Linked DNA regions of Rattus norvegicus: region 1 is linked to region 2. Evidence: chromatin contacts called from public Hi-C data. All regions are on one chromosome and are shown on one strand. Each heading gives the region's core, a stretch centred on a gene start, on an enhancer-like site or on the middle of the called end of the contact. The rest is flanking DNA. Distances are from core to core; before and after follow the strand shown.

The links. Hi-C and Micro-C count contacts between places; a contact is called where the count stands out from the background.
Region 1: a Hi-C map of the A7r5 cell line shows a contact between it and region 2, with 5 times the contacts expected there. The contact joins the promoter of Cblc here to the promoter of Clptm1 in region 2. A contact is called at or near these places in 8 of 12 Hi-C or Micro-C datasets (the A7r5 cell line, the Rat2 cell line, Schwann cells and 4 more).

The regions. Positions count from the first base shown.
Region 1 is chr1:88,582,989-88,588,039 of GRCr8, forward strand. It overlaps Cblc (Cbl proto-oncogene C), which reads right to left and starts at 1,721. Exons shown (of 12, transcript NM_001034920.2): 1 at 1,347-1,721. The coding sequence starts at 1,699.
Region 2 is chr1:88,445,944-88,450,971 of GRCr8, forward strand. Clptm1 (CLPTM1 regulator of GABA type A receptor forward trafficking) reads right to left here and starts at 3,104. Exons shown (of 14, transcript NM_001106232.1): 1 at 3,021-3,104. The coding sequence starts at 3,092.

The DNA of each region.
Region 1 (5,051 bases), core at 471-2,970, 140 kb after region 2:
CCTGTTTTGAGTCCTGATGCTAATGTCTGTGTTTTCTGATGGTCTTAGGGAACCCTGTGGAAAGGTGGTTGGATTGCCAGGTTGAGAACCGCTGCCCAAAGCCATCTCTCCAGCAGGTGCTTTGGTTGTGGAATAAACACCAGACTGCAACAAGGCAGGCTGAAAGAAAGCAAGAAAAATCGTAAAAATTGTGGCTAGAGTTGGTTGGGCTGTTAAAAACACTGGCAACCTGTCTTCTGACCCTGATCTGTGTCCTCACACACAGAGTGAAAGCTAATTCCGTGTAGCTGAGCAGTGGTGATGCATATGCCTTTAATGCCAGCACTCGAGAGGCAGAGGCAGGTGGATCTATGTGAGTTCTGGGCCAGCCTGGTCTACAGAGAGAACTCCAGGACAACCAAGGCTACACAGAGAAACCCCAACTACAAACAACCAACCAATCAGCCAACGAAACAGAAGAACGAGTTTATTACTCTGGGCTGATTGTGGTGGCTGAGCCCTTTGACCCCAGCACTCAGGAGGCAGAGGGAGGTGGATCTCTGTGAGTTTGAGGCCAGCCTGGTCTACATAGTGAGTTTAAAGACCAGCTGGAACTACACAAGAAAGAAAGAAAGGAAGGAAGAAGAAGAAGAGATTTGCATTTTCTTTATATATAGTCATGTACACATATACATATACACACACATATACAAATGTATATACACATACATACACACACATATAGTATACATATAGTATTTATAGTTTGTTATATTTCATCATAAGCCAGGCAAGCCACGACTAAGGCTAGGGAGTCAGGTTCAAATCACCAGTTTAGACCTTGCTCTGGGGTCCAGATCCAGTTCGCCTGTGCAGCTGTCCCTCAGAGAGGGCAGGCAAGTACAAGGTCCTTGGAACTGAAGTCCTTGACAGAACCCAGGCAGGTGGGGATGGGGGTAGGGGCGGGAGCTGGCCTGTTTCTCAGGCTGGACAGGTGGGTCCACTTATCCTGCCTCCCCAACAGGAAGTCTGCGCTCCCTACATTCACAAGGCCGTGTGTGTCTAAGGCCTCTAGGGGAGAGACATGCCTGGACCCCAGATGCAAGTTGATCCACAAAAGGAAGAAAGGGGGTCTGGTGGCAGGGGTGCTTAACGTAGGAGAAAATGGGGAAGAGGGTTCGACCTGTACCCTTAGGTCTGATGGAAGAAAGGTCTTGACTCTTGGGTCTGATTGAGGAGGGTTGGAGCCTGGACCCCTAGGTCTGAGGGAGGAGGCTGGAGCCTGGACTCCCGGGTCTGAGGGAACAGGTGGCACACTCCGGAAATCACTAGTTTGTGACTTGTCTCCGAGGTAGGTTAGCACTCACCTGAATCTGGAGCCCTCCGGGAAAACATCCTGGTTCGCGTCCTTTTTGCCGCGGTGTGGCAGGAGCTCAGCCACCTGCCTGCCTTTGGCCTCCAGGTTGGTCAGGTAGATAACCAGAAAATCACCGGCGCCTCCGGGACCCTCGGGGTCTCCCCTGGTCTTATCGCTCCGGGCTTTTGCCACCTCTCGAAGTAGCTGTGCGGTGCGGGGTAGCAGGTCCCGTAGCGACGGGGGCCCCACGAACAGCCTGAGATCCCTGCATTGCTCTTCCAGGCGCTGGAGCAACTTTACCGCCCGGCCAAGCGCGCGTGGCTCTCCCCACTGCCACCCTTGCGGGGCTGTAGCCGCAGCCATGGGTCGCTCGGGTGGCCTGGGACTGGGACGGAGGGGTGTGGCGGGGAAAGGCTCCAGGTTGGGCGGGACCAAAGGGGAGCAAGAGGGCGGGGTCTGGAGGACCGGGAGGGGACTGCAGGTGGCTGCAACCCTAAATGGGCCAGGCTAGAGAGCCTGAGGGGAGAGGGCTGAAGCTGGACCCCTGGGTCTGAGGAAAGAGGTGGCTGGTAGAGGTGAGGACGCTGGGTGCTCGGTTCTCCACACTCTGCAGGGAGGAGCAAGGCACTCCTTCCTGAATTGTGGCTGAAGATGCCAGTCTTTGCTTATAGGGTGGTCAGAGAGCTGAGTCTCCTAAGAACAGAAAGTCAAGTAGTTACTCTGTCCCCGAGGGAAGCTCTGGCTCCCGTGGCAGGTAAGGGAAATTAAGTTGCAGTTTAAGTACCCAGATTTTCAAAAGAGGTGAAAGGGGTGTGGCGGAAAGTGAAGTTCAGGAATGCACAGGACTGCAGGAAGTGGCTGCCGGGCAGGTTTGCACCCCAACCTGCCAGACCTGTAGGGTCGGCCCCGACGTGCTTCAGGCAGCCACCAGAGGGCGCCGTGAACACAGTTCTCTCTGTCCCAGGGCACTCAGGGCACCCAGTAAGCCAGTCACCGCCCCAGCTAGACCGGGTACTGACTCCTCCTCAGTCTGCCTGCTCGCTCTCTCCCTCTCTCGCTCTCTCTCTCCTTTTCACCCTCTTCCCCCTCCTCCTCCCCTCCTCTTCCCTTTTCTCCCTCTCTTCCCCCCTCTCTTCCTCTTCCCTCTCCCCATCTCCCTCCCCCCTCCCTCCCTCTCCCTCACTGCTTGGCAAAAACTCCAGATCCAGGGGATCTGAAGCCTCTATCCACTGAAGGCACCCTGGGTAAGCACATGAGCGCGCGTGCACACACACACACACACACACACACACACACACACACACACACACACCACACAGACACATGCACACACACACACACCACAGAGAGACACACACACCACAGAGAGACACACATACACCACAGACACACACCACAGGCACACACACGCACACTCACATACATACACACACCACACACACCACTCACAAGCACACACACCCCCACACACACCACACACGGACATACACACACACACCCTAACAAGGGCTGGGTGGGGGCTACCGCTCAGTTGCTGAGTGTTTGTCCAGAGCATCCAAAGCTCCCTCCCCAGCATCACAGAAATGAAATATAGTGACCTGTGCCTGTTAGCCCATCACTTGGGAAGTGGAGGCAGGGGAATTACCAGTTCCAAGTCTACTTCATCTATGTATCAAGTTCGTAGATTTAGTTTTGGCTATGTGAGAATCTACCTCATTCCCTCCCCAATATAATGACTAAAATAAAAATACTATGTATGCTGCTCTATTTCTGTGAGACACACAGGATAGGTGGTTTTAAACATTAAAACATAAACGTATTGTTTTAATTTGTAATTAATAGTATGTAATAGTCATTAGGATTTGGGGAAAGACAGGAACTAACAATGGGTTTCTTCTCACTTTCCTTTCTTTTGAGACAGGCTCTCACTAGTATAGCCCATGTAGACCAGGCTAGCCTCAAACTTCAGAGGTACAGAAATCCACCAGCCTCTGCCTTCTGGGTGCTGGAATAAAGGCACATGCAGAACTTTTTTAAAAAAATATTCTATTGAAATTAAATTTATTAAAACAAACAAAACTCCAGAAAACCTAGCAATGGTGATGCACATCTTTAACCCCAGCACTGGGGAGGCAGAGGCAGGCAGATCTCTGAGTTCAAGGCCAGCCTGGTCTACAGATCAAGTTCCAGGACAGCCAGGGCTACACAGAGAAACCCTGTCTGACTTGAAGAAAACAATAACTAAATCTGCTTAACTGATAACATAAAAACTGAACGTTAGTGGGCTGTGCTCATGAAAGTGTCCTGCAAGGCCCGAGTCAGGTTTAGACTTCTCTCTCCTCAAACTCGCATCATTTCTTAAGGTCTTTTCTGTCAAGCTGTTGATTTTATTTAAATTACGTGTATGCCTGTGTGTCTGCAGGATCTCTGAGGGAGCCAGGAAAGGAGGCCAGGTTCCCCTGGAGCTGGAGTTACGGGCAGTTTTGAGCTCTTGATGTGAGTGCTGGGTACTGAACCCCAGTCTGCTGCAGGTGCCGGAAGTTCTCTTTCTGCTGAGCCATCACTTCACCTCTTTCTTTCTTTTTTTATTTTTAAATAATTTATTTTGTTTTGTGTGTATGTGTGCTTTGCATGTGTGTCTGTGAACCACCTTCATGCAGTACCCATGCATCTCCTGGAACTGGAGGTGGCTGTGAATCACCATGGGGTGCTGAGAATTGAACCTGGAACCTCTTCTAGAGCAGCCAGTGCTCTTAAGCACTGACATCTCTCTCTAGCCTTTTATTTGTAAGTAGGTAGCCCAGGATGGTCAGTGCTTCATACATCACTGTATGTAGCTCAGGCTAGCCTCACACTTTCTTTTTTTCTTTTTTCCAGAGCTGGGGACCGAACCCAGGGCCTTGCGCTTGCTAGGCAAGCGCTCTACCACTGAGCTAAGTCCTCAACCCCTAGCCTCACACTTTCTGTTATCTGTTCTAGCCTTGGAAGTGCTGAGATGACAGGTTTGTGCCTCCTCAGTGCTGAGGTGACTGACAGGTGTGTGTCTCTGCAGTGCTGAGGTGACTGACAGGTGTGTGCCTCCTGGGTGCTGAGGTGACTGACAGGTGTGTGTCTCCACAGTGCTGAGGTGACTGACAGGTGTGTGTCTCCACAGTGCTGAGGTGACTGACAGGTGTGTGTCTCTGCAGTGCTGAGGTGACTGACAGGTGTGTGTCTCCGCAGTGCTGAGGTGACTGACAGGTGTGTGTCTCTGCAGTGCTGAGGTGACTGACAGGTGTGTGTCTCCACAGTGCTGAGGTGACTGACAGGTGTGTGCCTCCACAGTGCTGAGGTGATTGACAGGTGTGTGCCTCCTGGGTGCTGAGGTGACTGACAGGTGTGTGCCTTTGCAGTGCTGAGAAAGTCTGAGAGGATAATGAAACAGCACACTTGAATTTGGTGCCCTGTGCACAGGTTGAGGCCTCCATAGGGGTTTAATGAGGGCCTGAACTGATCCTGACCACTAGAGGGCACACTGAGAACAGCCTTTCTGCCTCCCTTGTTTGTGATCTGAGGCCACACTTCCATGTCTCTGGCTCCAACCCTAAACAGAGTCATAAACTAAACCCTTCCTCACACCCCCAATTCAGTTTTTCTTCCTGTGCTAGTCCCACCCATCCCCCCCACCATTTTTTAATGTTTTTGTTGTTGTTGTTGTTTCTTTGTCTTTTGTTTT
Region 2 (5,028 bases), core at 1,854-4,353:
GAAGAGGGGCAGGCTGCCAGGACACAGGCAAGGACAGGGTCTGCAGGCTTCATGCTAAGCCAGCAGGCTGCGGAGGGTGGCAGAGACTGTGAAGAAGGCGGTAGGGAGGAAAGCACAGCTCCTGCTTGCTCTTGCCTCTGTGCCTGAGCTCAAAGACCCTCCTCCAGGAGCACCCAACAGTCTGGTAAACAGTTAGGACCACTTACAGGACCATGTGCTCAAGGACTGCTCAGATCCACCGTGACCACCCAGACTGTATCTCAGCACAGCCTCAGTTCAGTAGCCACTCAGTGCTGTGGAGGTGTAGAGACCTGCCAGTGACGGACTAGGGCTGCAGCTCAGTGTGTGGTTTGCTAGGCATGCAGGGATCCTGGGAATTCACTGCCTAGGCCATTAATAAAATAAAACAAAACAAAACTTCCTCTAACTTACCCTCTCCTTGCCCAGCCCTAAGCTGAGGGAGGTAGAGATATAGTACTGACCAAAAGTCCAGTGGAAGAGTGGGCAGGCTGGGCCATCAGAACCCATGGAGAGCCCAAAGGGCACAGCTCACCCAGTCTGAGAGGATTTCTTTCTTAGAGAAAGGAAACCTGAAATCTGAGGACTAAGGATCATCCAGGTAGTGAGGCATGTCAGGAAGCGGAGGGAAAAAGGATTCTGAGTCTGAGGCTAGACTGAACTACATGGTGAAGACTCTTGCCTTCAATCAAACAAATCCAAAAAATGCCCAACCTTCTGTGGCCCTGCACATGCCTTGCGCTTACAGCTCCCTCTAGGAGTAAGCTCCTAAGTGGATGTTACTGAGGATTGTGTGAGAGCAAGAAGATCAAGAGGGAGAAATAGGGAAGACTCCAAATAAGGAGAATGGAAGCACTCTAGGAGGTAAGGTTCACAGCAGATGACACTGTCCCAGCTGTCCACACAGGTGATTCTGCCTCCGTCACCCCTGCCCCCACCCCGAGAACACTCAGAAACTTCTAGAGACTTTTTTGATTGTCAAACCAGGAAAGAGTATACATGCTACTTACTGGCATAGTCTGCAAATACCAGGGGACAAGGTGCACAGGGCAGCCTCACATTGAAGGATTTACCAACTCAAAATGTCAATAACCAAGGGTGTTTTTAAGTTGGACAATGGAGGCTCACACCTTTATTCCCAGCACTTGGGAGGCAAAAGCAGATGGATCTGTAGTTCCAAGCTAGTCTGAGCTACAGAGTGAGTTCCAGAACTACAAAAACAAACAAACCTGGGTATAATGGGCACACCTTTAATTACAGCACTTGGAAGACAGAGGCAGGCAGAACTCTATGAGTTCCAGACCAGCCAGGGCTACAAAAACTTGAGATGACTTTAAAAAGTCTCAAAAATTAAAAGAGAGAGAGAAAAACAAAAGGAAAAAAAATAGAACGAAAAAAGCCTAGTCTAGTCTGAAGTAAACAGTTCATTCGAGATCTTGATCTGCTTTTAAAAAGAAAAAAAAAAAGGAAAAGAAGTGTACTTTATCCTGAAGGCCAAAGGATGAGTATTAAAACTTTTCAAGCATGAGCTAGGATTAGAAGCATATGCCTGTCATCTCAGAACTTGGGAGGCTGAAGCAGAAAGGCCACCACCAGCCCTAGCTTCACAGGAAGACCCTGACGAAAGTCACAAACAAAAGATTTAGCGCAGAGATGGGAACCAGAGAGGCTCCACATGTGACTACTCAACACAGTGTAAGTCTTGGTCTCTCATGCCACTGACACCCAGTAGTCAACAGAAACTTGAAGGAACTAGTTCCAAGGATCAGAAGAGAGGGAGTCCCTGCAGACCCAGCTAGTGTATTCATCCCAGCAGAGATAAACCAACAATTTCCTGAGCTGCTTGTACCCCAGGTCTGGTTGGAAATGCCAGAAAGACTCAGCTCAGAAAAGCTGGGTTCTATCTCATCGCTGTAGCCCGGTATCTTCCCTCAAGTGAGTCTATCTGCCCCGTCTTTGAGATCCTACAGCCCTTCATCTCCTCATCCCGACTTCTGTCACTTCCCTAGTATGTTTACACAGTCTCCTTTCCCACTCCCCTGACTGCAGGGACAAGGCTGGAGACAGCTTTACAGCCATTAAGTATGGGCCTCTCACTCAACTCCTCCATTAACCACTGGGGAAATGAAGACCCAAAGGAAGAAACTTGTCCAAGGTCACATCCAGTCAGCTTCACGCACCCCTCCCAGTCGGTCCTCCTCACCCCTGAGCTTCCTCCTACATGTCAGTGACATCCCAGTGGGTGGGTCGACAGCACCTTGCTGTCACTCCATCAATTCCAGCAGAAGCCTGCACTGTGCCTGAGTGAACTGGTACGCTCTGAAGTCTCAGTGTAGTTTGGGTAGTAATGGGTTAGAAGGCAAACGCGCCTGGACCAATTTCTCTATTTGATCAGCTAAGGTTAAAAGCGCCCATCTCAGTCCAGACCACCCACGGTCAGCTTTTTCATAGAACGAATAACAAAGCTAACCTGGGTGACCTTCTACAAGCGCCTTCGACTCATTCCTCGGATCCTTGTCTGTGAAATGGGTCGGTCCGCCTCCGCAGCCCATGCCCTTTCTCCACCACAAATTACCGTATTTGCCCTGAGCTTGAAAACTACCAATCACTGCCCCCTATCTCAGGCACTGCGGAGCGGACCCAGAACGCCAGACCTCTCTAGGAAAAGTGTTGGAGCCTGGAACCACACAGTCACTCGAGGACCGAGGACGCTTGGGTTTACAAGTTTGCGCCCCTCCGCGCCACCCTCTCCTCAGCTCGAGCAAGGAGTCCGCTGGACGCCCGGCGCGAGCCTGCAGGAGACCTGGCGCGCAACAGGGCCCGGTTCCCGCCACCGTCCGGCCTCCTGGGCAGCCGGGCGCCGCCAGGGCCCAATATTCAAGGTCCCTCTGGGGCATGGAGCCCCCGGTGCATCCGACTCCTCCAAAAAGGACAAGACACTCCCTGCAGGAGTGTCCCCCCGCTGGGGAAGAGCCCCCTCAGGCACCTCTCGGCCTCCGTACCTGACCAGAGCTGCCTCCCCCGGCCGCCACCACGGCGCTGCCGGCCCCGTCCGCCTCCTGCGCCGCCGCCATCTTCCTGCTCCGGGTCCCCGCCCCCGCCGCCAGCCCCGCCCCGTCCCCGACGGCGCCAGCGCAATCGCGCGAGATCTCACATTTAGCCCACCCCGCCAGGCTTCCGTATCTGAACGGAGCGCCTCAAGCCACGCCCTCTTGAAGACCCGTCTCGGCCACCGTACTCCGCTTCCACCTCTTTTCATCGCAGGATATTTGTTTTGGTCTAGCATAGAGTGACTTCTCCGAGTACTTGAACTTTCTAGTCTAAAATGCTCTTTTCATGGATTCTACTTTGTACACCCTGCCAAGTTGGATGATTTTTTTTTGATTGTATGGCCATTCCAAGCAATTCGACCGCAGTTCGGATTGCCGTTTCTTCGCGGTTTTTACAGTCGATGGTTTCGGAGATTTCTGGCCACCGTAGCGATTCGTAGCAACCCACTAGAGCCACGCCCCTATTGAAAAGAAACCCCCTTTCTGGCTGTGACTTTTCGTCATACGGGGTGGTCATTACCTTGTTATTTTCACTTCTAATGCGATTTCCTTTTTTTTTTTTTTTTTTTGGTTCTTTTTTTTCGGAGCTGGGGACCGAACCCAGGGCCTTGCGCTTCCTAGGTAAGCGCTCTACCACTGAGCTAAATCCCCAGCCCCGATTTCCTTGTTTTAAACTTTAGTCGTCTACCTCGGGAGATTGTAGTCTCTCCATTCATTCTTACAACGCATCTGCTTTCTTACGGACACCGCACCTGGAAATAGGACCCTAGCCACTTTTTCTTTTCTTTTTTTTTTTTTCGGAGCTGGGGACCGAACCCAGGGTTGCGGTTGCTAGGCAAGCGCTCTACCACTGAGCTAAATCCCCAACCCCTAGCCACTTTTTAAAAATAAAGGTTCATGTATTTATTTTATACTATATCTGCATGTCACACGAGGGCATCAGATCACCTTATAGGTGGTTGTGAGCCACCGTTGCTGAAGTAAACTCAGGACCTCTGAAAGAGCAGATAATGCTCTTAACCGCTAAACCATCTCTCCAGCCCGGACCCTAGCCGCTTTTAGGCTGTTTAGTTTAGTACTCGTCTTCCAGTAGGGGGTCTATGCTTTCCGGCAAACCTCGAATCTTTAAATACAAAGACAGGATCTCATATTGTAGCTCAGACCCGCCTCAACTCCTGACCCTCCTGCCTCAGCCTCTGGAATACTGAGGATAAAACGCCACAAACCTGATTAATAACCGTATTTTCTCTTTTTGCTTGTTCATTTTGATGGGTAAAGGGAAAGGTCTTGAAATGAAATCCTGGCTGTGGCAGGCATAGAATTAGTGGCATCTTCCGGTCTCATTCTTCAGAATGCTATCTGGGATTACAGTTTATGTCCCAGCACATTAAACAAGTGACAGACCAAATCGTTTGGGTTCAGACTCCATCTTAGAGAACCTGTCCTAAGGAGGAACTCAAGTAAACCAACAGGCCAGTACCTAGCACCAGTTTTGAGGCTCCACCTCAACAAGAGCTTGAATAAAGAGACCCTAATGTGATTGCATTGGATTCAACTCCTTGGTGGTCTTTGGGGTTTCATGGCACAACACAAAAACACCATGATTTTACATTAGCTACAAAACCTCTCAATTTGCTCTTACCCTCTTTTGCTCTTGCTTCTCTGCTCTCTTCCCCTCTGTCCCCTGTCCCTTCTCTCCCCATCCTTCCCTCTTTCCCTCCACGTGCCCATGGCCCGCCTCCTTTGTTTCTCCCTCTACTCTTCTCTCATTAAACTCTCCACGTGGAAAAAAAAAAAACTCTCAATTTTATTAGCTAAGAAGTTAGTGAATTACATCAGTTACAAAAATCTCTCAAATTTTATAGTGGCTACAAAATCAAAGATTGTTAGACAACAATCAGGGACTGGTATGTTGGTGCTCAACTCTAGTCCCAGCACTGGGAAGGCAGAAGCCGGAAGA